Linked DNA regions of Mus musculus: regions 1, 3 and 4 are each linked to region 2. Evidence: chromatin contacts called from public Hi-C, HiChIP or PLAC-seq and promoter capture Hi-C data. All regions are on one chromosome and are shown on one strand. Each heading gives the region's core, a stretch centred on a gene start, on an enhancer-like site or on the middle of the called end of the contact. The rest is flanking DNA. Distances are from core to core; before and after follow the strand shown.

Region 1 (7,073 bases), core at 3,658-6,157, 880 kb before region 2:
TCAGCCCTGGGTTCAGTCCCAAATACGGTTAAGAAAGATTCACTTTAAGACCGTTGCCTTGCCAGGCGTGGTGGCCTATGCCTTTAATCCCAGCATTCAGGAGGCAGAGGCAGGCGAATTTCTGAGTTTGAGGCCAGCCTGGTCTACAGAGTGAGTTCCAGGACAACTAGGGCTACACAGAGAAACCCTGTCTCAAAAAACCCAAAAAACCAAAAAACCAAAAAAAAAAAAAAAACCAAAAAAAAAAAAAAAAAAAAAAGACTGTTGTCTTTTTGTGTCTACCCAGCCAAAGCTATTGTGTCTTAAAGCTGTCTGCCAACTCCAACCAGTTCCCTACCTGGACAGACTGGTTTGATAGCTACCCACTTAAAGTCCTAAGTCTGGTGAGGACAGGTGTTTACAGTCTGGTTCACAGCTGGGGTGACACTGGCTATGCCAGCAGATGTTTCTGCTTGAATAACAGGTTTTTCTGGTGACAATTCTGGGCAGTCTAAAGCTGAGCTGGCCTCTCCCTGCTCCCCTCTCTCTTTAAATAGCAATTTCACTTTTATTTCATTAGGATGAGTCTACTGCCAGATATAGTAAAAAGAGCATATGGGTGGATTTCTTTTGTACTCATATTAAACACAAATCACTCACTGCAGGCGTGTGTGTGTGTGTGTGTGTGTGTGTGTGTATGCCCACCTGTACCTGGGAGGAGGGATCAAGAGATGAATTCCATACTTGATACATCGTGACTAGGCGGTCAGTCTGGGTTCCATGAGACCTGTTTGAGAAATTCACAATAAACAAGCTGGGTGGTGGTGGCAAAGGCCTTTAGTCTCAGCACTTAGGAGGCAGAGGCATGTGGATCTCTGAGTTCCAGGCCACCTTAGTCTACAGAATATACTCTGGGACAGCTAGGGGTACACAGAGAAACCACTGCAGGAGGCTTTTGGTTATTATTATTTTTTTTTAAGATTTATTTATTATTATATGTAAGTACACTGTAGCTGTCTTCAGACACTCCAGAAGAGGGAGTCAGATCTTGTTACGGATGGTTGTGAGCCACCATGTGGTTGCTGGGATTTGAACTCTGGACCTTCAGAAGAGCAGTCGGGTGCTCTTACCCACTGAGCCATCTCACCAGCCCCCTATTATTATTATTATTATTACTATTGACCTGACACAGTAGCTCAGCTCTTGTAGAGGACTGGAGACTGGCTCTCCGCAACCACTTTGAGAGATTTATAAGAGCCTGTAACTTCGGTTCCCTGTGTGTGTGTGTGTGTGTGTGTGTGTGTGTGTGTGTGTGTGTGAGAGAGAGAGAGAGAGAGAGAGAGAGAGAGAGATCTGGTGCCTTCCTCTGGCCCCTTTGAGCAATGCATTCATAGGAACATGGCTTTCCGTGTATAGGGCAGGGCCTCCTGAATGAGTTCTTGGGCCAGAGACTTCTTCCATGACCTATGTTATAGTAACTTTTATTCTCCTGAGGTAATTGATGTCTCAGAGGGTTTACTGCCTCAGCTTGCTAACCTAGGCCTAGTCCTGGAAGCTGCTGGCCTCCATACAATCTAATCCAGGCCTAGAATGCTTTCAGCCTCTGAGACTTGCTGCTGAGTAAGCGCACCCTTTCTAGTTCTTTCTGAGCTCTGGCTGACTGGTTCAACTCAGCTGTTCTGGCTCAAACTCCTCTTCAAGATGACTGTTTCAATCTGGGTTCTCTCTCAGCCTCTCCTGAATGGTTCTGTTGGCCCATTCTGTTGTCACCTGTGTCTAGCTTGTCTCCTCTCTATATAACTGTCCTAGTAAAACTGCCTCTTTTTTTTTTCTTTCTCTGCCTGCTCTCTCTTCAGTAGCCTCTCTTTCCTCTCTTCTCATCAGAGTTGGGCAGATCCTATCCTACCACCTTGTCTGGCTCTCAATAAGATATCACTTTCAAACACGGGTGCTTCCTTCTACAAACTAACGCTACCTTCATTGTTTGGGGTTAAAGGCACGTGCTAAGGACTGAGCCACACCACAAGTAAGTAGAAACAGGTATTTTCAGTAAGTAACACAATCCTGAGGTTCACAGTATGATCAGATATCCTGCAACAGACCTGCCTCAAAGTCAGACGCCGAGGAGAGGACAGAACCCACCAGCTCTTCTGTACTTCTCCCAATGTCCTTCAAGTCATGAGGCTCAGTATTGGATTGGAGAGTTGGCTCAGCATTGCCAGACATGGTAGCCCATGCCTTTAATCCCAGCACTCAGGAGGTAAAGGCAGACAGGCAGGTGGATCTCTAAGCTACACAGAGAAACCCTGTCTTGGGGGGAGGGGGGGAGCACTGTTCTTGCAGAGGACCTGGGTTCAGATCCCAGCACCTACCTGAGCACCTGAGGCTCACAGCCATCCATAACTCATGTTTCAGGGTATACTACACCCTCTGCTGACCTCCACAAGTACTAGGAAATCATGTGATGCCCTGACATACATGCAGACAAAACACACCCAAAGAGAAAGAAAGAGAGAGAGAGAGAAAGAGAGAGAGAGAGAAAACGAATGAACGAACGAGCCGGGCAGTAGTGGTGCACGCCTTTAATCCCAGCACTTGGGAGGCAGAGGCAGGCGGATTTCTGAGTTCGAGGCCAGCCTGGTCTATAGAGTGAGTTCCAGGACAGCCAGGGCTATATAGAGAAACCCTGTCTCGAAAAACCAAAGAAAGAAAGAAAGAAAGAAAGAAAGAAAGAAAGAAAGAAAGAAAGAAAGAAAGAAAGAAAGGAAAGAAAGAAAGAAAGGAAAGGAAGAAAGGAAAGGAAGAAAGGAAAGGAAGAAAGGAAAGGAAGAAAGGAAAGGAAAGAAAGGAAAGAAAGGAAAGAAAGGAAAGAAAGGAAAGAAAGGAAAGAAAGGAAAGAAAGGAAAGAAAGGAAAGAAAGGAAAGGAAGAAAGGAAAGGAAGAAAGGAAAGGAAGAAAGGAAAGGAAGAAAGGAAAGGAAGAAAGGAAAGGAAGAAAGGAAAGAAAGAAAGAAAGAAAGAGAAAAAGAAAGAGAAAAAGAAAAAGGAAAAGAAAAAGAAAAAGAGAGAAAGGAAGAAAGAAACGAAATGAAATGGCTCTTTAAGCTCACTTGCCTCATTGTGGGGAGTCACTTTTAGGGGCCCCTGCAGTGGAACCGCTGCACCCCACTCTAGGCAGATTCACACTCCTGTCTGAGTCAAGTAAAAGGCTTGTTGCACCTTCCTGAGAAAAAGGGTGCCCCAGCCTTTCCCTCAGGTTTCTCAGTCAAAAGAAGGGCAGTCTTGAAACATGAGATGCAGAAGGCTAAGAGAGGAGTGGGGCCAGGTCAGAGGTCGGTCCAGCTGACATAACACAGGTTCTAGACCAGCCTGGGCTACATAGCAAAACCCTGCCCCACCAAAACAAAACAAAACAAACAAGCAAACAAAAACAAACAAACGAAAAGGTACGAAGAGATGGAGTGGTCAGTATGAGGCTTGCTGTGCAAGCATGAGGCTCCGCATTGGGAGTCTTAGGTTCCGTGAGAGACTCTTAAAACACAAGAGGTCAGGCCAGGGCAATGGCTTAGTGGGTGAGGCTGGGCAAGGCTGATGATCTGAGGTCAGAATCGCAGTTAAATGCAGTAGTACATGTGTCTGTAATCTCAGTGTCTCTACAGAGGTTGCCCTGCAAACTTGCCCACTGGCTGTGACTGTGTCTTAGCTGACCTTGCTCCCAGTGGCTGGTAAGAACTGGCTCTGAGGGCCGTCCTGTGACCTCCACGTGCACACCCGTAGCATGCGCATGTCCCCATCCCTGTACATAAACACACTAAACAAATAAAAGGGGGATGTGAGCAATTCAGGAAGACGCTGGATGCTGACCTCTGACCTCCACGTGTGTGTGCACACACATCAAGTATATACACACATAAAACAAAGGACACTAAGACCAAGGCAGGACTGGTGGCCCAGGCCTGTAAACTCATCTACTGTGAGAAGAAAGCCCAAACATCTGGGCTGCATGGTCATTGGGTGAAGTCATTTGCCTCCACATCTGACGACCTGAATGCTATACCGGAGACCTACATGGTGGAAAGAGAGGAGAGCCAACTCCAGCAAATTGTCCTCTGACACTAGCTATGGGACACGACACATGTACACACACAAACACTAGATAGATAGATAGATAGATAGATAGATAGATAGATAGATAGATAGATAGATAGATAGATAGATAGATAGATAAATGTAAAAAATAAAAAAGCCAAGTGTGGTAGCGTATATCTTTAACCCCAGCACCCAGGAGGCAGAGAGAGGCAGATAGAACTCTGTGAGTTCAAGGCCAATCTGTTCTATATAGTAAGTATTCTATATAGAACTTACCAGGTCAGCCAGGACTATGTAGAGAGGCCCTGTCTCAAAAAAAAGAGTGGGTGGGTGGGGAGTGGGGGGCTGGGGTGGGGCTGGGCTGGATTCGGCTGTAGAACACTTGCCTAGCACGGGCTAAGTCTTGGCTTTGATGCATGGTGTGTCTGGATGCCTAGGGTATAGTTGAAAGTTTCTTTCCAGCAAGCTCTGCTGGGACTTAGCTGAGTGCCACTGCTCCAAGTTAATTACTGTAGCAATCAAAAGCCCCTGATATGATCAGCCCTTGCTTCCTGCAAGTTTCTGCTTGATTACATACTCAACAACAATCCAGTGATCCAATGGAGTTGTTACTTATATCACTTACTACTAATAATGGATAACACAGGTTCCGAGGGCTGAGTGAATCATATAGGCAAAGTAGCCAGAATTTAGGTTTCATCGTTGATCTTCTATAAGTAAAAGGGAGCCTGTGCAATGTATTTCCTTCTGGGCCCCAAATGTTGAAAGTATCCAGCCAGGATCAACCAACTCGCCTCAGACCAGAAAGCAGGGACTACGGACCCATGGCACCCCCTGGTGGCCGATCAGCGTTCTGCTCCTGACAGGTCTGGCTGGGTCTTGCCTGAGTCATGCCCATTCTTGTGTCTCATTGAGAACATGGAAAATATTATTCAGCCCATTCCATCCTCGGACAGAACGCAGGGTGTTGAAAGGAGGCGGGAACCACAGAGCTGTGGAATGCAGAGGAAGGGTGTGGACAGGCCTTGGGGACTTCAGGGTCGAGGACGAGAAAGGCTAGGCTGACCGGGCTCTCACTTTCGACCTTCCTTAGGAGTTTGCTGGGGAAGTCTGGCCCAAAGCTCTCCAGGTGTTCTGACAGGTTTAGAAGTCTCCTAAACGCTGTTGCTGCTTTGAAAGCTGGGCCTTCTTAACCAGTTCATTGTGCAAATGTTCTTTGTGAGCCTAAGGTATGCTGGGTGCTAGACCCGCTCCTGGGTACATAGAAATAAACAAAACAGACTCCCCACTTTGGACCCCCTGGCTTCCTGCCTCTCACATTATCCCTTATGAACATACTCCTGCCGTGATGCCATTTGCCACCAGGCTCCAGAAATGGAACCGATGTCCATCCGCCTGATCTTGGATTTTTGGCTCGGAAGATGGTGAGATAAAAACTTTCCCTACACATTTAAAAGGAGAAGAAAACCTGGGCCAGGCTGTGGTGGTGCATGCATGCCTTTAATCCCAGCACTTGGGAGGCAGGTGGATCTCTATGAGTTCAAGGTCAGCCTGGTCTACAGAGTAAGTTCCAGAACAGCCAGGGCTACATAAGGAACCCCTGTCTCAAACAAAACAAAACAAAACAAAAACAAAAACAAAAAACCAAAAACACAAGGAGAAGAAAATTCACCAGTCACGCTACTTAACACCTGTGATCCCAACACTCAGGAGACTAAGACAGAAGGACTTCAGAGTCTAAGGCTAGCCTGGGCTACATAGCAAGTCCCTGTCTAAAAAGACCAGTAAGAGAGAAGTGGGGGGAGCCGGGTGTGGTGATGCACGTTTTTAATCCCAGCACTCGGGAGGCAGAGGCAGGAAGATTTCTGAGTTCGAGACCAGCCTGGTCTACAGAGTGAGTTCCAGGACAGCCAGGGCTACACAGAGAAACCCTGTTTTGAAAAACCAAAACAGAGAGAGAGAGAGAGAGAGAGAGAGAAGTGGGGGAGAGGAGGAAAGCAAATCTTTTGGGGCTGGAGGTCCATGTCTCTCCTGTGGGAAGACTCTGAGTAGGCTCTTTTTAAAAAAATTATTATTTATAATGTATGTGAATGTTTTGCCTATGTGTGTGCTTACCATGTACTACATATGTGCCTGGTGCCCAAGGAAGTGAGAAAGGGGCTCTGAATCTCATAGCAGGAGAATTATGGATAGCCGTGAGCCACCATTTGCCTGCTGGGAATTGAACCCTACCTATGCAAGAACAAGAACGTTTAACTGCTGAGCCAGTTCTTTTTTTTTTTTTTTTTTTTTTTTTAAAGATTTATTTATTTATTATATGTAAGTACACTGTAGTTGTCTTCAGATACACCAGAAGAGGGCACCAGATCTCATTATGGGTGGTTGTGAGCCACCATGTGGTTGCTGGGATTTGAACTTCGGACCTTCGGAAGAGCAGTCGGGTGCCCTTACCCACTGAGCCATCTCACCAGCCCTGCTAAGCCAGTTCTTGATGGTGAAGTGGGATCAAGTTTTTCAGATTCGGGAAGCAATTGTCCTATTGTCAATTGAAAAGATTTTACTACATCAGGTGAGACAATTCAATGTTTGAAAGTGCCTGCTGCCAAGTCTGAGGCTCTGAGTTCAATCCCTGGGACCTACTGATAGAAGGAGAGACCCAACTACCACGGTTTGTCTTTCTTTTTTTTTTTTTTTTTTTTTTTTTTTTTTTTAAAGATTTATTTATTTATTATATGTAAGTACACTGTAGCTGTCCTCAGACACTCCAGAAGAAGGCGCCAGATCTTGTTACGGATGGTTGTGAGCCACCATATGGTTGCTGGGAATTGAACTCATGACCTTCAGAAGAGCAGTCAGTGTTCTTAACCGCTGAGCCATCTCTCCAGCCCCACGGTTTGTCTTTCTACCTAAACATACACACACACACACACACACACACACACACACACACACACACACAATTGAAAAAAATTTTTATGGGCTGGAGAGATGGCTTATCAGTTAAAA
Region 2 (6,501 bases), core at 985-3,484:
TTTCCTTTTTTGAGACAGGGTTTTGGTTGGGTTTTTTGTTGTTGTTTGTTAATTTTAATTTTTGTTTTGGGGGGGTTTGAGACAAGTTTTTTTTTCTGTGTAACCGTGACTGTCACGTGTATATATATATGACTGTTTTATGTGCTATTTGCATTTACTTATGTGTTTGTGTATTTATTTGTGCTTGTGTATTTGCATTTGTTTGTGTGTTTGTGTATATATTTCTGTTTGTATGTGTACAAATATTTAGGTACATGTCTTTCTCTGTACTTGTTTGTAATAGTCAGCTTCTGTCACAAAGTTGCTGCATAACAAATAGGCACCACAAAAAGAGGGCCACAAAATCTACCAATGGCCAGCACAGCACCTAATGATGCAGGAGAGTCGCCCCCTGCTGGGCAGCAGACAGCAAGTGCCAGCTCCTGAGAAGGTAAAGCCTGTTGGGGTGAGAGCTGGCAAAGAGGAAGAACTTGAGAAGCATTGGGTTATAAATTAAGATGGCGTTCCATGGGCTTCCATGGAGCTGTGTCTCACATAATTCTCCTGGTTTTAGTATGCCATATGCTGCCGCCGCCGCAGTTGTGAATAGTACAAAATGCCCACCCTGTTCATCACTGTACTAGGACCTTGGCCCAGCTCTCTCATTATACTGAATCCAATACTCAAACATTCTGTCCCAGCTCTGCAGAGAATAGGAGATAGTTTGGTGAGAGAAGGATCTATAAGAGTTGCAGGAGGTCCCTGCAGGGCCATATGGGCTGATGAAGTTTTAGGTCTGAATTCTTAGCACAGTACAGAGTCACTGAAAGGTTTGAACCAGGTTTACAGAGCTAAACTCAGCCTGACTTAGCAAGCCTGGCTCTGGTCAGCACCTTTGCACAGTAGATTTCTAAGGCAAGGGTTCAGATGGGTTTGGTTACCATAGAGACGGCTGTGTGGACACAAACAATTATGATAATGAAGCTACAGACTTGAGCACTGGGGGATGTAAACGGAACGGGTTCTGGGTGTGTTTTGCTGGAGAACACATCCTGCCACACAAAGGGTCTGATGATGAAAAGGAACCTGTCATGAATATGAACGAAACCCAGGGACCACAGAGCCAAGATGCTGGTGCCATAGCAACCCGGGATCCAAGGGCTTCTCTTCTGTTCCAGGAATAAGAAGGGCAGAGTGTGAGTGTTGCAGCTCTAAAGGGAAAGGCTTCCCCTATAGAAGTGTTACAGCTCTGCTGTGGCGGCTGCTGTCTGGGAAGTTTTCCCCAGTCCAAGTTACAGCTGTTCCTCAGCAAAGCTACTCTGAGAGGTATCCTGGCTATCGGGAGTCAAGGAATACCACAAAGTTACACTGCACAACAAACCTCACACAAGAGATTTATTGGGAGGGTGGCTGCCTCTGCTCAAGCCGGAAGCAGCAGCGAACTGAGCAGCAGACAGGGTTTATATGGAGTTTCTTGGGAATGGCGGGAGCTTTCCCGGTAAAGATTTCCAGGGTGAGGATTGCTGGGATTTCAACTCCTGAGCTTGGAACAGCTCAGGAATTGGTGGGTTTCTGGGGCCAATTCAGTGATTGATGCATTTCTGTTCTTGGCCCTGGTTTTAGGCTTGAGGTCTAGTTAAGGTCAAGGTGTTTTTTCTTTGGCCCTTTATCCTACACAGAAGTCATGCGAAGAGGGCCTCTGTCCACCGGCATCTTGTAATCAGGCTCTTGTTAAATTCTGATAAGCCCCAACCCCAGAAGAACCAGGCAGCCTCATTCTGAAGAATAGGAAACCGGAACTCAAAGGGATGGTGTGGGCTGCTGACATCGGTTGGCATCACCAGGTAGAAAGCTTTGCCTAGTCTGTCTGTCCTTCCCTCTTGGATTACATAGTACGTTTCCATCGGTTAATGTGTGAGGATCACAAGTTCAAAGCTAACCTGAGATACACAGTGAGATCCGGTCTTTAAAAAGTAAAGGATTTTTCTATGCTAGTAGAAAGGAGCAGAGTATCCCCAACAGCATCGCCAACGAGTTTCCTGAGAGAGCTAGAGAGAGAGAGAGAGAGAAGCTGTTGACTAAAAGTTGCCGAGCGCACACGGATACAGACAGGAACCAAGTCTACAGGGAAGGGCCAAGTCTACAGGTCCGAGAGGCTCCGCTGAGCGCGGAAAGGTCGCGAGGCGGAACCACACTAGCAGGGTGAAGTGTGTTGTGGGAGCGGTGTTCATGGCGGAAGAGGCCGGAGGATTTCCGAAGCGAGCGGAAGCGGCGCGGTCAGGGTCGGAAGGAGTCGGAGGCATGGCTGGTGTGTCCTCGGAGGCGGAGGCCGAGGCGCTGGCCGCGGCGCGCGAGCGGAGCCGCCTCTTCCTGAGCGGCCTAGAGCTGGTGCAGCAGGGCGCCGAGGCGCGCGTTTTCCGTGGCCGCTTCCAGGGCCGCGCGGCCGTGGTGAAGCACCGCTTCCCGAAGAGTTACCGGCACCCGGAGCTGGAGGCGCGGCTCGGCCGTCGGCGGACGGTGCAGGAGGCGCGCGCGCTGCTCCGCTGCCGCCGTGCGGGTGAGGGGGGCCGGACGGGGCTCCGGGAGACGGGACAGACAGGGCTGCGGGAGACCGGTGGGACGGGAGAGACCGGGCTCCGAGTTCCGGGGGTCCGGACCAAATAACAACGCCCTGGGTAGTTTTAAGCATCTGTCCTGCCAGGCGCGCGTCTGGAGCTAGCTTTCTGAATTCAGATTATACCCTTCTGTGAGTTGCCTTGCCTAAATTTCCCGAGTTCTAATCGGAAGTCATAGTCGAGTTCGCATCTCGGGGATGTTGTGAGTGGCCTATACAAACGTGTATGTTGGCATGACATCCAATAAATGTCAGACTTCATGAAATCGTGTTTTGTTTGTTTGGTTTTGTTTTTTTCCAGACGGGGGTCTCATTGTAGCTGTGGCTTTCGTGAATCTCACTATGTAGACCAGGCAGATCTATAACTCAGAGATCTGATTAGCACAACTCCCATCTATTTTTAACACCCATTTGCTAGCCCCACGGAAAAGTTTTGTCCTCTTGAGAAACTGAGACACAAACGGGGAAAGGGCCAGAAGTTTCACAGCCACCAGGCCGCCTGACTTGGTGGCCCAGAACTGTGGCCTCTGCTTTTACACCTCTGTTCTTTTCTCCTTAGTGGTTGATAGGTGCCAGGAGACTGGGAAACGCAGCAGTGAACAGGCCTGTGCTTTTCTGCCCTAGAGGGGCAATGGAATTATAAAGAAGTGTTCATATATTCTCCTTTACCTTTTGTAAGTTTTACCAGACAGGGGTGGGGGCTACCTTGGTACCCCAGTTTCTAGGAAACTGTTCTGAACCTGGTTGACATTCAGGAGAGACTCCTGGCGTTAACTGGAGGTTTTGTTACCACTTTACAGTTGTGGAGACCGAGGCATAGAGTAGCTAAGGGAACCTTGAGGTTTCACGCCTAATAAGGGATTTGAACCTGCCTGTTCCAGAACACAGATGAGCCTGTAAGGTGACACCCTGCTTAGCCACTTGCCTGGTGACTGTCAGGTAGAAACTGCTCAGACTGCAGGATGCTTTCCTTCTGGCTTCTTGTTTTGTTTGTTTTTAGGGAGCAGCAATGAATTCCAGTCCTCAGGTGGCTTGAGAAAGGAGGAGCAAGCCTTGATACTTCCAGACTTACCCTGGCCTGGTCTCAGGCCGTAGTCCTGCAGGGCTTTAACAGGGCAAGCTCTGGATAAATTGTATCATTTTCCACAGTAGTCTAAACCCTGTTCCAAAGCAGGTTTAGGCTGAGAAACTGTCTGCCTGTGCATGAAGCCGGCCTTCATGAAGATGCGCTCCCTAACCACGTGTGTCCATTGCAGGGATAGCTGCCCCAGTCGTCTTCTTTGTGGACTATGCGTCTAACTGCTTATATATGGAAGAAATCGAAGACTCGGTGACTGTTCGGGATTATATCCAATCCACTATGGAGACTGAAAAGGACCCCCAGTGCCTCTTGGACCTGGCCAGGAGGATGGGGCAGGTTCTGGCCGGAATGCACGACCAAGACCTCATTCACGGGGACCTCACCACCTCCAACATGCTCCTGAGGCGGCCCCTGGCGCAGCTGCACATCGTGCTCATCGACTTTGGGCTGAGCTTTGTCTCAGGACTGCCGGAAGATAAAGGCGTCGACCTCTATGTCCTGGAGAAGGCCTTCCTCAGCACGCACCCCCACACCGAGACCGCGTTTGAAGCCTTTCTGAAGAGTTACGGGGCCTCGTCCAAGAAGTCCAGTCCAGTGCTGAAGAAGTTAGATGAGGTGCGCCTGAGAGGGCGAAAGCGGTCCATGGTCGGGTAGTGGAGCTGTGGTGAACTGGCTCACGGTGAAGGATGATGTAGACGAGGCTGGACCCCTCAGCAAAGCATGGGTTGTTAAGTGGTCTGTGATCGTGCTGGGCCACCACCATCCATGGCTCACTGTTCTCAGGGGCTTCATGTACATGAGGTTTATTCTGGGCAGAACTGGGTAGGTAGCCCAGGCTAGCCTTGAATTTATGGCAACATCCTACCTCAGCTTGCTTGGAAGAGGTTATAAGCCACCATACCTGACTTTGCACTGATTCTGTCAGAAACAAAACAACTATGACTCTATTTGTTTTTATATCTTCTTATATTTATTTTGTGTGTGTGCAAATGTGTCCATGGAGGTCAGAGAAGAACTTTTGAGAGTTAGCTCTCTGGATCTGTGTTGTAGAATCTGCCATATGGATTTCAGGGATTGAGTTCAGGTGATTAGGCTTGGCCATAAAATCCTGTATCCGGCGAGCCATCTCACTGGCTCACAAAACTATTTTTATGTTAATGGGCGGAATGGAGCTAGGACGTGGGGTGGTAGCTGGCGGGGGTTGGGCTAAGTCTGATTGAAGCAGGGTTACAGAGGCTACATTAGTGCCTGGTGTACATGTCCTGCCATTTGCCAGAGCAGCATGCATTGTTAACTGCTGAGCCATCTCTTCAGCTTCCTAAATTTTTGTTTTGTTTTGTTTTTCAAGACAGGGTTTCTCTGTGTAGCTCTGGCTGTCCCAGAAACTCACTCTGTAAGCTCAGGCTGGCCTTAAACTCAGAGCCACCTCCTCTGCCTCCTGAGTGCTGGGATTAAAGGTGTATGTCACTACTGCTTAGCTAAGACATCTTTTAATATTTATTTTTACATGTGTATATGCAGGTGTCTTAAGAGGGCACCAGAACCCCTGTAGCCTACGTTACAATCAGATGTGAGCTGTCCCGTGTAGGTGCTGAGAAACACTCTGGTCCTGTGGAAAGGCAGCACATATGCTTTTTCTGTTTTTTTTTTTTCCCGATTTATTTATTTTATGTATGTGAGTACTATTTCTGCGTGTATACCTGCATGCCAGGGAAGGGAATCAGATCCCATTACGGGTGGTTGTGAGCCACCATGTAGTTTCTAGGAATTGAACTCAGGACCTCTTGAAGAGCAGCCAGTGCTCTTAGCCCCTGAGCCGTCTCTTCAGCCTGTCTAGACATTTTAGCCAATAATAATATCCCTACATTTTAAAGTGGAAAATTACTTTAACAGAGTTGAGGGCTACAAAAATACAGCTTATGGGTGTGTTTTCCCCCAGGATACCATGAAGTGGGAAAGCCAACACAGGAACATCTTCAAGGACTACAGTCTATGGAGAGGGAGGGAGGGAGGTGGACGATACCCCAGTCTGAGATGCAGGAAACAGTCTTCCTTCAGGCTTTTTTGAGGTTCTGAGGGGGATTAAAAAGCCAGGACAGGTGTCAAGAAGGTTGTTAGAGAGCAGGAGACAGTTCTGCATGGGAGTGTGGGGACTGGGGATCAGGCCAGCAAGGCTTCCTACAGACTTGTGTGGCAGAGATGAACTCCAGACCCAGAGTCTGGGAGATCACTTAGCAGACCAGAGAGGACCTGCATCTCCTCCAGGCTTGGTACTTTTGGAGCAGTCTGTTGCCAGTGATGCATTCCATTGGGGGGTCCGTGAAGACTGCGGTTTGGCGCTCTCCAGGTGAGTGGCTGCTTGTAGATGGGCTGGAGGGCTGACGTTGCGTAGGGCAGGGCTCTCGTGACGATACAATCTAAAGCCTGAGCCCAGGGTTCCCTTCAGAAGCCAGCTTCTCCTGTGTCCCCTGGCTTGCTTACACCCAACTCACTTTCTTAAGAAACCTACCTCCCGAGGCTGCAGAGATGGCTATGGTTAAGAGCACCGGCTGTTCTTCCAGAGGACCTGGATTCACTTCCCAACACCACATAGCAGCTCACAACTGTCTGCAACTCCAGTTCCAGGGAATCTGACACCTTCACACAGATGTACAGGCAAATTACCAATGCACATTAAAAAAAAAAGCCTCCCCCCTCCCCCCACATCCTACAGTGTGTGCAGGGACTGCTTCAGCTGTTAGAGTCAGAATCTTCTGCAGAGGCCTAACAAAACAAAACCACATCATGACACCTGGCTTCTATGGGGTCTGAAATACCTAGACTGACA
Region 3 (6,890 bases), core at 369-2,868, 960 kb before region 2:
AGCTGGCCTTGGAGAGCGGTCCCCCTCCCTGTGTGTGCTAGGGATACCTCTCTGCTGGGACCTGAAGACCGTTAGATCCAGTCAGGTGGACCCTACCGAGGTTGAACAGAAACAAAATACCTACAAGAGACAGGGCTCCAGGCTAGGGAAGGGAGAGGTCAGAATCACTAGGGTCCCCAGCCCGGGGACATTTCCTACCTAGGAGAACACCAAGACAGCAAATGCCACAATTGTGAGTCAACACCAGGACCCTCCCCTCAGCCAGGGGCCACAGGCCCAAATTCCTTGTCCCACTCTACACTGGTATGGTTTCAAGGTCATAACTGTCCAGCCACCCCCCAGGTTCCCAAGTCACCTAAGGGGCCTAGACAAGAATAAGCTCTTTGTCCTTAAAAAGAAATGAGAATTTATTCACACAGAAAGCCTGAGGGAGGAGCCCCAGCAGCCTCGGGGCCAGGCTCTTTCCCAGAGGGACCTTGGGCAAGCCATTGTACTCTGGGCCCAGTTTTCTCATCAGTTAGACTGACATTAAAAGCAGGCACTTCACAAAGGGTGACAAAGTGACTGTAACCCCAGGTATTTTCCTTAAGCCTTGCACTCATTCGGCATAAGAGTTCCTATATTTTTAGATCACGGCACATAGATCTAAAACCAAGCGGCAATTCTTTGAAGGGGGAGCCTACAGAGCCTCCCATGACCGCTGCTGGAGGCCCTATGGGTTCAAACTCAGACCGATCACCTTGACCTCCCAGTAGAGGGCTCTGGGCTGTCACTTAGCCTGACCCGCCTCACTTTGGGGCCCCCAATCGAAGAGTCTATTGTCGGGCACTCTCGGGTCCCCATATCACCGTTTTTCCTCACATCTCTGCGAAGGAGGCTGCAGATGAGGCCGCCTGGAGTGACTAAGACTGTCTAGGGACAGGTGTGGTGGCGCACACCCTTGGTCCAGCACAGGGGGTGGGGCAGAGGCAGGCGAATTTCTGAGTGTTTGAGGCCAGGCTGGTCTATATAGGAATTCCACAGATTAGCCAGGGCCACACAGAGAGATCCTGTCCCAAACAACCAAGCAAACAAACATAAGTCTACCATAACCAAGGCTATCACAAACAACAACAACAACAAAAAAAAACCCTGTCTGGGGAGAGATGGGGGCTCACCCAGAACCAAGAATTCTCCTGGGAAGAGTGTGCACCCCAGTTCCTTCAGATGGGGATACCTTAGGCCTCCAAAGTGTTGGCATTAAGGTACTGTTCACACAACCACAGTGGGGCCACCGTGCCTAAAAGCAACCCACCAGATTAGCACAGGAGAGTCTTAACCCATTAAGATGGCGAACACCTCAAATGCTCTTCGAGGAGCCGGCTAAGGCACAGCCAGCCGCCAGCTCCTCCTGCTCTAAAAACAGAAAGCAAATTCTTACTTGCCTCTCCCCAGAGCACCCAGTTCAAACCACTAATTACAGCCCAGGCTCCAGACACAGCCCTTCACTGGGCGCTGCCCATCTAGCCAGGTCCACCAGGGCCTTCATACCAAGCATTTCCTACAGATGGGAGACAGGGAGCCTAGCTTGGACAAGTGTCTGCCTGCGTGCTGAAGCAATGCACCATGGGAGAGAGCCCGAGGGAGCACATTCCTTTAACTGAAGGAATGCTGACATTCGGGATGAATTCTACCAGGACAGGGTGGGGAGAGGGCTTGCCTAGCCTACAGGAAGCCTGGGATCCATCCCCAACAACACACTACCAGGTGTCTAGGTGTACGCCTGGAATTTCTGCACTCAGGATGTGGGCAAAGAAGATCAGGAGTCCAACATAAAACAAGTTGAGACCAGTTGAAGCTACATGAGCCCCTCCCCCCACAGACGGGGGAGTGGTGGTGGGAAAATTAAACTGTGCTGCACCCCGCCAAAGCCAGTATTACCTCAAGAACTCACCTATTCTCCTGACAGGGGGAACCACTGGAATTTCTGTAAGAAACTCAATCTCTCTAATATTGAGATTTTTCATTTCTTTTTTGCTTTGATTCATCAGCCAAGCACGTGACAGAGTGAGCATGCTAATTCAGATGCCGATTATCACAAAAAAAAAATCTATTTTCTGTGCGGCACATGAGTTTAACCCCTACTGCATTCCTACATCTTCTCAAGATGCGGGGGTGGGGCCATACTCCCAAGGAACCTTTGCTTCATTTAATCCCGAGGGAATTTGCATGGTAAGTGGTGTCTCTGACTACCTGGTGTTCACAGGCAGACGGGGCGCCAAGCAAAGGGAGCTACTGGAGCGACTCCATAACTCCACTCAGCCTGTGCAGGAAGGAAAGGGGAGGCTGGGGAGGCTGGGAGGGAGGGTTTGAGTCTGTCAAAACATCATCCCCTCTGTCACTTCCCAGTTTAGATACACAGGAAGGCGGATGAGGAGGGGAGGTACTCCATCTTATGCTAGGAGCTTCGTTTAGTGGCAAACTGGGAAACGACCTCAGGGTCCTGAAAGCATTACTTTTAAAAGCGGTTTGCACAGAGGTGTTCATTTACTCCAGGAAGACAGAAGGGATAAATAAGTCTACATCAAACAGCAGGCCACAGAGCCACGGAACTCCTTCTGAAGCCAGATCCAACCAAGAGAACCAGGGAGGCGAGGTTCTTTCCCAACACGCCTGAAGCTAACCCTCCAAAACACCTGGACGAAGCCCCCCCTCACCAAGCTTGGCAGACAACCAGAAAACATTTTGCAATAACAAGGTCACAGGCTGCTAAGACAATATATAAAAACAATAGCCGTAGTCACTAGTGATAAAAGGTAGAGTTCGGGCTGGTGAGATGGCTCAGTGGTTAAGAGCGCTGACTGCTCTTCCAAAGGTCCTGAGTTCAAATCCCAGCGACCACATGGTGGCTCACCACCACCCGTAATGAAACCTGATGCTCTCTTCTGGAGTGGCTGAAGACAGCTACAGCGTACTTACATATAATAAATAAATAAATAAAGGTAGAGTTCGCTTTTAAGAACAACACAGTACCCCTCCGCCACCTTCACTCTGTGATGGCATTCTCCAAAGTTCCACGCACAGCCTGTTTTAAGCTCCCACCTGTCATGTTGTCCAAAGAAACGGGCGTCAACCTGCCCGTCTTTGTCCCTCAGAGCTTTCGCTGGCCAGAATGGAAATCCTTTCAGTTTTGCCCAGACCAAAGGGTGCGGATTGCTCTAGAAGAACAACAAAAGGCAGGGTTGGCGTTATATTTGGCAGCAAGACACACATTCAAGTCTGAAAGGTAACCTGAACGCAGGGAGGCAGGGAGGGCACAGCCCTGTGCTGATTAATTAGGCTTCCGTCAACCTGGCACAAGCAGAGTCATCTGGGAAGAGGGAACCTCAAGTAAGAAACAGCCTCCGTCGGACAGGCCTGTAGACAGAGCTGGAGGGCGTTTCCTTGATTGACATCTGTTGTGGGCGGGTCCAAGCCGCTGCTGGGCAGGTGGTCCTGGGTGTATTTACAAAGCAAGCTATGCAGGCCCTGAGAAGCAAGGCGGAGTGAGCCGATCTCCTCCAGGTCCTGTCTTAAGTTCCCTGGATAAAGGACTATATAAGCTAGAAGATGAAATTTACCCATGCCTCCCCAAGCTGCTGCAGGCCTGGGTGTTTATCACAGTAATTAGAAAGCAAAATAGGACATGAGCCAGGCAAGCAAGGGGACCCCCGGCAGGCGTGTAGCCTGAACAGCGCCTGCGCGAAGCTGAAAGCTAAAAGAGTGAATAAGGCTTGGGTCCTGGCTGACCCAAAAAGTCCACCTCCTTAGGCACCGCAGAAACAGTCACCACCTACTCTGTGCTAAGTTTGTACAAAATGTGGAGTTACACAAAAGTAAGAAGCTGCAGGAGCCATACTGTGTGCTGGGGCTCCCCCAAGCTTTAGCTCCACTGGTGTTTATCTCCAGAGGCAAGGAGAGGCCTGAGCCATCCTTTACTTAGCCGGTCTTGCCTGTTCGAACCCTCCACGCCACCGCTCTCTCCACCTCACCATGCCCAACTCTGGAGACCAGTGGTTCTCAACCTGTGGGTCTCGGCTCCCCTAAGGTCAATGGAAAATATAATTTTACTCTATGATCCATAACGGCAGCAAAATTACAGTTAGGAGATAGCAGCAAAACGTTTTTACGGCTAAAGGAACTGTACCAAAGGCTCACAGCATTGGGAAGGCTGGAAACCATTGCTTAAAACGTACTGGATTTGGTCAACGCCCAACACTGTCGAAGAAGAGTTTACCACATAGCTTTGCACTTCCATAAACCAACGATCTCTCTGGAGAGACAGACAGTCCCCCAGGGATGTGTATCTAGGGTCTTAAAACAGGAACTAACCAGACTTTATTTCAAATGACACAGCAAGCTGCAGCTGCGGTTCTGACACATCCTATGGTCTGCACCCCAATTGTCACAGTCCCCCTCGACAGTCAACCCAGTTACCAGGACACTTAATTCTGGAACAAAACGGTTCCGCCCAAGAGGCCGCCAAAGCCTGCTCAGTTCCCCTCCGCCCTGACTTTTTCAGAACAACTTCCATTAGAGCTTCCCAGTCTCGTCTCGTAAGTCCCCGGAGAGGGTCATCTCGGTGTAGCCACCAAAGGCACCAGAGTTTCCAAAAGTGAAACCAAAGAACGGGATCCAACTTACACAGGGCTCACAGAACCAGTTGTCTCGTTTTTGGCAAGCTGCAAGATAACATTCTGGACAGACTTCGATTTCATTCATCTGTAAAGAGAAAGATACATTAGAGTGTGGGGTCCCCGGGGCCTCCCATCTGGAAGCCCTACTAAGAGTGTGGGGCTCCCGGGGGTCCCCCATCTGGAAGCCCTACTAAATCCCCGACCCCTTTCCGTGCTTGGACTTTCATTTCAAGATCAGATTTTCTTCTTTTAGTTCTTCTTCTGTTTTTTTGGTTTTTGGTTTTTCAAGACAGGGTTTCTCTGTATAGCTCTGGCTGTCCTAGAACTCACTTTGTAGACCAGGCTGGCCTCGAACTCAGAAATCCACCTGCCTCTGCCTCCCGAGTGCTGGGATTAAAGGCGTGCACCACCACGCCCGGCTAGTTCTTCTTTTGTATTACAGGGCAGGCAGAGAGCGGCAGAATCTTGCCAGGTAGCTCAGGCTGGCCTCAAAGTGACCAAGAGAGTCTCCTGCCTCCGCCTCCCAAGTGCTGAGACCATAGGTTCACAACAGTACACACTCAGTTTGCTGACTGACTAATAACAACCAGGACATCAGCCACACCATGGCTGTCCTGCCCACCTTTAAGATGATATTCAAACAGGTGGACAGCACAGCTTAGAACCCACCAATGGTCTCACCTAAAGTCAAAGTTTACCCCGGACAAGCCCAGAGGCTTCAGAAAACAAGCCGCACATGACTCTGGGCCTGCACCACTTCATAGGTGGTCCAGGATGATGCACCACACACACAGAATCCACACAGCAGCTAACTCCACAGACTGAGCCCTACTGAGATATCCTGTGGTATCTACGGTCACGACACCTTAACACAACCAAGCCTACGTCTTCCACGCCTGAGTGTCTATTTACTTCTCACAGTGGGACAAGGTCAGACCACGATCATCTCATTTTAACTGCAGAAAGGGATGAAGCCCTAAAAATTCAAATATCCTACTGAGGGTCCCCTGTGGCAGAGAGAGGTAGGGCAGGGAATTGAACCCGGGCAGTGGATCTCTAAAGCCTGTGTCTCCTCAACATACTTAGCAGCTATTATTTTCCCGGTATTGGCGCTCTCACATTGCTCCTTGCCTCCTGATGCCATGCAGGGCCCATGTATGTAGCAGGTGATCTGCTACATCGTCATTCCTCAGCCCACATCCGTCCGCCTGAGCTAGTGTAACTAGGGACTGAAGTGGGAGGGAGCACTGTACCCCTCCTTCCAAAGGATAAGAGTGAGGGGTGCGTCAAGGCTTGCTGCCAACGCAATACAACCAGAAAGGACAGTGAAATGTTACTGTCTGCTGATCACCTGCAGGAAATACACACAGACGTATACTTTTTAAATTTACATAGATGGGCTGGAGAGGTGGCTCAGAGGTTAAAGGCACCTGATGTTCTTGCAGACAACATGGGTTCAGTTCCCAGCACCCACCTCAGGAAGCTTGAAAGCACAGGTAACTCCATTTCTAAGAGCATGGCCTCTGGTCCCTTCAGGCATCTGGATACTCATGATGGACATAAATACAAAGGTACCCATAAACACAATGAAGGAATGAAGGAATGAATGAATGAGCGAGTAAATGAATGAGTGAATGAATCTTTTACAAAGATAGGCCCTTCCTGTGCTGAAAGAACACACAGTTTCACACACTTGCACCCAGGTAGGTGTCCACACTGACATAGCTATCCTGGAAGCAGTCAGAAAATTGCCACCAACTAGTAGAAAGGCCCCATCTCTTGACATCATTGACATGCTGTTATCTGGGAATTTCATGCCTGAGAACCACACAATCAAGTTAGATGAGGGGGGGTGGAAACCCACCACGGCCGAGCAATGTGGCAGGAATGGTGGCATAGTGGTTACACCTCTACTCCCGGCACTACAGAGGCAGAGGCCAGCCCAACCTATGCAGCAAGTTCAAGGCTAGTCAGGATGTATAATGAGACCCCATTGAAAGAAAGAAAGAAAGAAAGAAAGAAAGAAAGAAGGGAGGGAGGGAGGGAGGGAGGGAGGGAGGGAGGGAGGGAGGGAGGGAGGGAAAGAGGAAAAAGGAGGAAGGGCTGGAGCCTTCCTTTGTGAATGATGTCATCGGCTACCTAACTCAATCCCAACTGTAGACGCCAAGGTCACACCAGACAAACTGACAAAGACTGGATTCCCTGCACAATTTCCTAAAGATTATTCCCATCTTC
Region 4 (6,542 bases), core at 291-2,790, 530 kb before region 2:
CATGTAAGAGATCATCAACAAAGCAATGAGGGCAGAAATTCAAGCAGGGCAGGAACCTGGAGGCAGAAGGCGATGCAGAAGCCATGGAGGGGTGCTGCTTACTGGCTTGCTCCTCGTGGCTTGCTCAGCCTGCTTTCTTATTGAACCCAAGACTACCAACCCAGGAATGGTACTATCCGCAATGGACTGGCCCTTCCCTATCAATCACTAAGAGGACACCCTACAGCCAGATCCTATGGAGTCATTTTCCTAATAGAATCTCCCTCCTGTAAGGTGACTCTAGCTTGTGTCAAATTGACATAAAAACTAACCAGGACAAGAGACTAGAATGACAGACAGACAGACATAAGGGCCTGAAGGAGAGTGGGCAGAAGAGCAACTGCCCCTGTGACACTGTCCTGTGACAAAACCCACACTTTTATGAGGAATGAAAGCACCTTCACCACACCACTCAGAGTCCACATATACAGTGGACTCTGGGAGCTCACTGCCTTGCATGGCCGTCACAACTCTCTCCCGTGACCCCACCATTCTGACTGCAGGTCCCCGGAGCTCATCAGTGGAGGGATTGAAACACAGCAAAAAGGTAGAGGCTCCAGATGACCCCAGAAGGAGTATAAGGTCAGAGGGCTCAAAATATGGTCCAGAGCCCAGTACACCAGGTGATAGCCAGTCCCAGGGGGCATAATCACCATCAGGACAACTGTGACACCTGTGGCCTTTGTGCTCATCTGGTCAGTCCTTGTCTCTGTGTGTGAGGAGACCCCTACAGGCCTGGCTTTCAGCAGCTGTGTAGGCAGATCAGCTCCTATCAGGCACAGGGGTCCTCAAGGGACCCATTACCCTCCCTAGAGCTGGGATACAAGTCCCCACACTCCAGTTTCAAGAGGATAGATCTAGGGCAGTTTAGCAGATCTGACAATGTAGGACAACTCCCTGTTCCTCTCAGCAATAACAATACTTTCCAGATACGCCAATGCCCAATGACAACCCGTAAGAGGCATGTCTTCTCTGGCTGATGCATAGCACAGCCCCTGCTGGTTCCTTGCCAGGCGAGAAAGCCCTGAGCTCATAGCATTGGCCCTAAGGCCTCGGCTGGTTAAGTCACTTCCAAGCCTCACAGGCGTTGGGATGACACGGGGCTTTGCTCTTAATCTGCTCGCTGGGCACACAGGCATGATCCCCGTTCCGTCATTTGCTATGGTTGCCTTTGGTAATTACTTTCAGTTTGGTGCAAAGGAAACAGGCATAGGAAGACACAGGGTGGGCAGAACCAGTTTCTTGGTCAAGCATTCCTGATCAGGGGCTGGGGTGCGGGGACTAAGAGGCTGGGCCTCTGTGTTTCCAGATTCCACTGGGGAGATTCTATGATCCAATAAGTCTAACAGTTGCTGGGACCTGCCATGGGGTAGGCCATGTCCCAGGACAGTGACCTTGTTGTTGTTGTCTTTCATTTGTGGAAACAAAGTCCGGTGATGGCTCCTCAGGGTGTGGTTGTCTGTCTCAACAGCTCAGGGCTGTGTGTGGGATGTAGAGACAGTGCCGGTCTGGGTGAGATTCTAGAGGTGTGGTCAAGCCTGATTTTACAGTGAGAGAGGAGCCCAGCAGGTGAAGGAGCCTGGGAAAGAAAGACAAGGCAGGGGGCAGCCCAAGTCCATGAGGCAAAGGTGTTGCAGGTTCAGGAAGCAGGAGACGGTCAACGTGCTTAATGGAGCATTCTGGATAGAGCTGGTGACAGGAGAAGGTGGTGTGTGTGTGTGTGTGTGTGTGTGTGTGTGTGTGTGTGTGTGTGCGTGTGCGCGCATGCATATGGCTAATAACACGGACCATAAGGATTTGGAAATGTCTTCAGAAACTGAGGCTTCAGCGAGCAAGGAAAGGATGTGGCATGGCTGTTCTTTGGGGACACCACTCTATCCATGAAATGAAGGGTGACCCAGAAGGTAGGGAGTCCAGTACAAGCCTTGACCCTGGAGTGGGACAGCAGAGGAGGAAGCACTGATCCAGTGTCCAGTAGCATTTCAGAGAGGAAGGGATGGAGACCTGTCTGGGAGTCCAGTATCGAGTTACATGGATGCAGCCACTAGGTACTGCATGGGAACCCCAAAGGTTCCCTTAGAAGTGACCTCATTGGGCTGAGCTCAGTTGCTTAGGGGTGCTCACATGACCTTACAACACTGAAGCCTGGAAAAGTGGCATCTGCAAGCTAATGTCCTAAGATCACAGGAGGCTGAGCTCCCGAGACAGATGTGACTTGCTGTGGCCCTTACACTTAGGACTGAAAGAAGGACAAGAAGGGTGAAGGAGGCTAGGCTAGGAGTATCAGCAAGGGGGGCAGCAGGAGACTGGGCAACTGGAAACTAAGGGGAGTGGAGGAAGTTAGAAAGCTTGGAAGGTTCTGCAGGGTTCAAAGAAGGGCTGAGGTCACCCTTGGGGGTGGTGGTCACATATACACCGTTTAAGAAGGCCACTCACTTTCTATGCAACGGAAACTCGTAAGTCACTTAAAGCTCTTTGGAGAAAATGCACTTGACAGGAGCTCTGTGTCGCCAGCTTCAGACCGAACACTGAGCTCAGGTTAAATAGAAGCACAGCACATCTTACTCATGGGCTGCAGAGAAATAAGCCATGTAGCTCCCAGACACTAAAACCCCAGGGAAAAGGAAGCCAGCTCTGCGTAAGCTTTCCACGGCTGTAGCAGATCACCACAGGCTGGCTGATGTAAATAGTAGAAATCTATTTCTTCAGGGTCCGGAGGGGGAAGTCAAGATCATACTGAGTTGGTTTCTTTCAAGTCTTTCATCTTGGGTTTGGAGGGCCCCGTGTTTTTATTTGCAGCCATCTGGCTGGGGTTTCTTTTCTATACCCAGATTGAAATTTCCAATATAGGCAAACAGCAGCTTCCAGACTCCTGGGCACCAAGGGCCCAATGACTGGATTAAGATGGGCGGTGTGTGTGTGGGGGGTAGGGGGGAGGTTATGGCTGGGATCCTGAGAACTAAAAGCTTGTGAGTTCAAGTTGTAGAGGCCAGAACCTCAGCTGCAGGCTTTCTACTCTGGGTCTAGATGTCAGAGGCCGATGATCCAGGACTCATGACAGTGACTACTGGCCAGTGTTGTGCTCAAGCCCTGGGTGCTGGGGACCTTAGTGAGTGTTACAACTTTCAGTCCCTGGGTGCTAGGAGCCCTCAGTTCTCTGAACTCTTCTAGCTACCGTTTCTGCAGCCATCTTGTCTTCCACCGTTTCGGCTGTTTCCCCGTTTTGTTTCTTCTCTAACATCCACTGTTGTCCGTTATCTCCACTACCTCTCCCCCAGGTGCCTTTGGAGCCCTCTACTACCTTCTTGTCACGGTAGATGCTGGACCTCATCACTGCCATGGCTGCCTCTTCTGTTGTAGCTGCCACTGCTAACCCATTCTTGTTACCAGCACAACCCAGTCTACCATGATGATCACGGGTAGGCAAAAGACCACCCAAGAGCCTTGTTGTGGCCCTAAAGTTGCAACCCAGGAAGGTTGCATAGAAGAGGATTTCCTGGCCAGCCTGAAAGACAAGCTGACCGTGTGTGTGTGTGTGTGTGTGTGTGTGTGTGTGTGTGTGTGTGTGTGTGTGTATGTGCGCGTAATGTGGTCATTTTGAGTATCACCAGTTACAGCTTAACTTCTAGAATTCTGGTCAGTTTTGACATTCAACTTGACACAACCTGGAATCACTTGGGAAGAGAGTATTTTCATAAATAAAAAAAAATTAACGTTAGGTTTATGCATTTTGTTATGTGATGTGAGTGTTTTACCTGAATGGATTTGGTTTTGGGGTTGTTTGTTTGTTTTGTGTAACGTGTGTGCGTAGGGCCTACCAAGGTCAGAAGAGAGCATGAGATCTGCTGGAACTGGAGTCACAGATGGCGAGCCACCATGTGGCTGCTGAGGATGGAACCAGAGTCCTTTGCAAGAACTATAGGGACTCTTCATCTCTCAGCCATCTCTCCAGCCCTAGAGGAGGAGAGACTTCTGAGGAATTACCCACGTCAGGTTGGCCTGTGGGGAACTGTCTTTATTGTTAATTGGGGTGGGAGGAGTGTGGATGGTACCACTTCCTGGGTTGGCCCTGACTATATGAAAGTGAATAGAGCTAGCTCAGGACCGAGCACAGGCAAGCTCTGCTCCTGACCATGGAAGTGGCCCTATATGTCCCTGCCTTTGCTCCCCTCCGATGAAGGACTATGCCCTGGGATTGTAACCAAATTAACCCTTTGTCTGCTATGTTGCTTTTTGGTCAGAGCGCTTTACCCCCATGACAGGAATATAACTAGAGCCAAACCCTCCTCTCTGTCGAGGCTTTTACTCAGTCGCTGGGGGAAGGAAGGGTCTTGCTTTCCAAGACGACTGTACACAGACTCGGTACACACACAGCAACCAGGGAAGTCACTCCTGAAACAGTTGCACGTTAACTCTGCTAAGTTCCCCTGAACTCGCCTGGTGGAGGGTGAATTTTCCCTGTGCTGGTGCAGGCTAATGGGAACTGAAGGGCTCTAGCAGGCCCCAGCACGGGCCAACATGGCGCCAAGTTTGTTTGCTTGCTAAAAACCACTAAGTTGCATCCCTAAAGCTACCCATTTCCTTATTTGGTCACTTTCTCTTCCCCAGGTTGACTTGGTCTTGGTGTGTCCCATGCAGACTCCGGTCCTTTCAGGAACAAAGCCTCCTGTGACCACAGTCATGTCTTCAATGGTTCTTGGGCTCTGTCATGCTTTTCTTTTTAGACAGTTCTTCACCAAAGATGGCTAGGCCCACAGGAGGAGCCTGTCTGATGGCCAATCCTGATAGCATCATTCAGTGACAGAAAAATACCAAAGGGTTCAGAAAAATAAACTTAGCAAGTGCTTGCCTGTCATGCTTAGCAGCATTAATTGTGTTTGATCCTGTATTTTAAAAGGTCTTAAGGATTTCCCAGAATTCCTGGGAGAGTGAGGTTCCCCGACCCCTTTCACCTCTCATGGCCTTTCTCAGCCTACATCTGTGCCCCAATACTTTATTAGAAAGATGCTGTCCATACAGGACCAGAGTCCACTCTAATAATGTCACTGAACTTTGAAAAAGAAGGTGACCCTGTCTCCAAATACAGTCATAATCAGGAGAACTCAAGAGTCAGGGCTCTGAAGTCTAACTCATAACATCTCTTTTTTTGTTGTTTTGATTAAAAATAAGTGTTTTCTTAAAATCATAATCTTATTAGTAAAAATAAAGCTTTCTTTTTCTTTGGCAGAATCTCACATTTCCCAGACTCCTTTGAACTTGCTATGTGGTTGGATGGCCGTGAACTTCTGATCCTGCTGCATCCCCCTTCTTCACTCTGGGATTACAAGCACGCCGCAGCCCTGGGCTGCCGCCACACTGGGTCTTTTATGATCCTAAGGAATCAAGCCTGGGGCTCTGTGTTTGGCAGCCCAGTGCTCTATCAATAAAGATACATCTCCATCCCTCCTTTTTGCTGCTGTTGCTTTATTTTTATTTTTATTTTTAACTATCAGTGAGTGTTGTGTGTAGTTGTATGCATGTGCACACGGATGCCTGCCTAGACCAGAGGAGACTGTTGCATCCATTGGAGATAGTGGTACGCGGAGTGGAGACCTGAAAGACACGGGTACTGGGAACCAAACTGTGGTCCCCTGAAAGTGTGAGCATCAGGCACTCTTCAGCCGCCTTTCCAGCCTCCCGTCTGTTTTTGTTTTGTTGTGGAGACAGGGTCTTTCACCCAGCACTCCACATGCTGTGCTGGAATATCACAAATGAGCCCTCACGCCTGGCATTTTTCTTTTTTTTTTTCAACAAAATCTTAGTTCACACCAAGATCTGTCATCTCCTGGCTCTGAATCCTAGAGCCCTCAATCAAGCTGCCAGGCAAAATTTTCTTAGGACATCTTGTCCTCAGACTCAAGGAACAACAGTAGACGGAACAAAGACAGTTACCAGCCCAATGCCAACTTCGAAGGGACAAACCCCCTGCCGGCCTCTATCACTGAGATGGCTCTGGCTAAGGACTTGGCTTCTTTCAGCCTTGTCAGGGATGCCCCATAGGGCTCGCAGACCCTCCCTAGACTGCATTTTCCTCACGTGTAATTGGAAATCAGGCCACTCCTGTTCCAGTGACTCAGCATGAAAGAAGCCATCAATTTCCCATCTAAAAGGAACGGCAAAATGCAGAAAAAGACAATTCAGAGTGGCGGGGGCTGGGGGGGGCAGGGTGAGTGGCAAGCACATTTTGCAAACTTAAAGAGCATTTTGGAATGAAATCATCCTTAGAAAGCTGGAAGCTAGGGGAGAGAAATCTGCCAAATCGGTTATAAAAAAAAAACAACCAAACCCATTATGTATATCTTGATATTCTTTGGGGATATTTTATCAAAGGATCTGTTCTGAGGGATGTTATTTTGGGGCTCTATCTGATACCAGCTGACATGCTTCTATTTAGCATTTCACTGACTTTGAAAATCACAGCGCCAAATTACCATCTCTAACTAAAGCAGAGACTCATCTGCAGG

What was found. Promoter capture Hi-C pulls out the DNA fragments that hold promoters and counts their contacts. A called contact is a pair of places that touch in the nucleus more often than the background predicts. HiChIP or PLAC-seq counts read pairs in DNA pulled down with a chosen protein or histone mark.
Region 1: a contact with region 2 is called in a Hi-C map of the G1E-ER4 cell line, with 2.3 times the contacts expected there. The contact joins the enhancer-like site here to the promoter of Trp53rkb in region 2. A contact is called at or near these places in 7 of 39 promoter capture datasets (the 3T3-L1 cell line, the SN4741 cell line, cranial neural crest and 3 more), 2 of 484 Hi-C or Micro-C datasets (both in the G1E-ER4 cell line), 6 of 115 datasets of contacts at active chromatin or transcription factors (embryonic forebrain, embryonic hindbrain, large pre-B cells and 3 more) and 1 of 9 other capture datasets (liver).
Region 3: a contact with region 2 is called in a promoter capture Hi-C map of embryonic stem cells, with 2.4 times the contacts expected there. The contact joins the enhancer-like site here to the promoter of Trp53rkb in region 2. A contact is called at or near these places in 7 of 39 promoter capture datasets (the 3T3-L1 cell line, embryonic stem cells, hippocampal neurons and 3 more), 3 of 115 datasets of contacts at active chromatin or transcription factors (embryonic forebrain, embryonic stem cells and large pre-B cells) and 1 of 9 other capture datasets (adipose tissue).
Region 4: a contact with region 2 is called in an H3K4me3 HiChIP or PLAC-seq map of embryonic stem cells, with 7 read pairs. The contact joins the enhancer-like site here to the promoter of Trp53rkb in region 2. A contact is called at or near these places in 4 of 39 promoter capture datasets (the 3T3-L1 cell line, embryonic stem cells, hippocampal neurons and 1 more), 3 of 115 datasets of contacts at active chromatin or transcription factors (bone marrow-derived macrophages and embryonic stem cells) and 1 of 9 other capture datasets (liver).

Annotation. Positions count from the first base shown.
Region 1 is chr2:165,909,509-165,916,581 of GRCm38.p6, forward strand. No RefSeq gene overlaps it. Among named protein-coding and RNA genes, the nearest start is that of 1810021M19Rik, 27 kb to the left of the region's middle. Within about 2 kb of position 4,908, at least 122 of the 459 cell types and tissues checked have an H3K27ac peak or open chromatin away from gene starts, as enhancers often do. A contact at or near this core is called in the G1E-ER4 cell line and the SN4741 cell line, where this site is marked.
Region 2 is chr2:166,791,533-166,798,033 of GRCm38.p6, forward strand. Trp53rkb (transformation related protein 53 regulating kinase B) reads left to right here and starts at 2,235. Exons shown (of 2, transcript NM_023815.4): 1 at 2,235-2,536; 2 at 3,850-6,501. The coding sequence starts at 2,281. The coding sequence ends at 4,328.
Region 3 is chr2:165,830,228-165,837,117 of GRCm38.p6, forward strand. Zmynd8 (zinc finger, MYND-type containing 8) reads right to left here. Exons shown (of 23, transcript NM_001363020.1): 9 at 4,663-4,740; 10 at 3,082-3,197. Among named protein-coding and RNA genes, the nearest start is that of Gm11465, 48 kb to the right of the region's middle. Within about 2 kb of position 1,619, at least 49 of the 459 cell types and tissues checked have an H3K27ac peak or open chromatin away from gene starts, as enhancers often do. A contact at or near this core is called in embryonic stem cells, where this site is marked.
Region 4 is chr2:166,265,616-166,272,157 of GRCm38.p6, forward strand. No RefSeq gene overlaps it. Among named protein-coding and RNA genes, the nearest start is that of Gm11468, 5.0 kb to the right of the region's middle. Within about 2 kb of position 1,541, at least 6 of the 459 cell types and tissues checked have an H3K27ac peak or open chromatin away from gene starts, as enhancers often do. A contact at or near this core is called in embryonic stem cells, where this site is marked.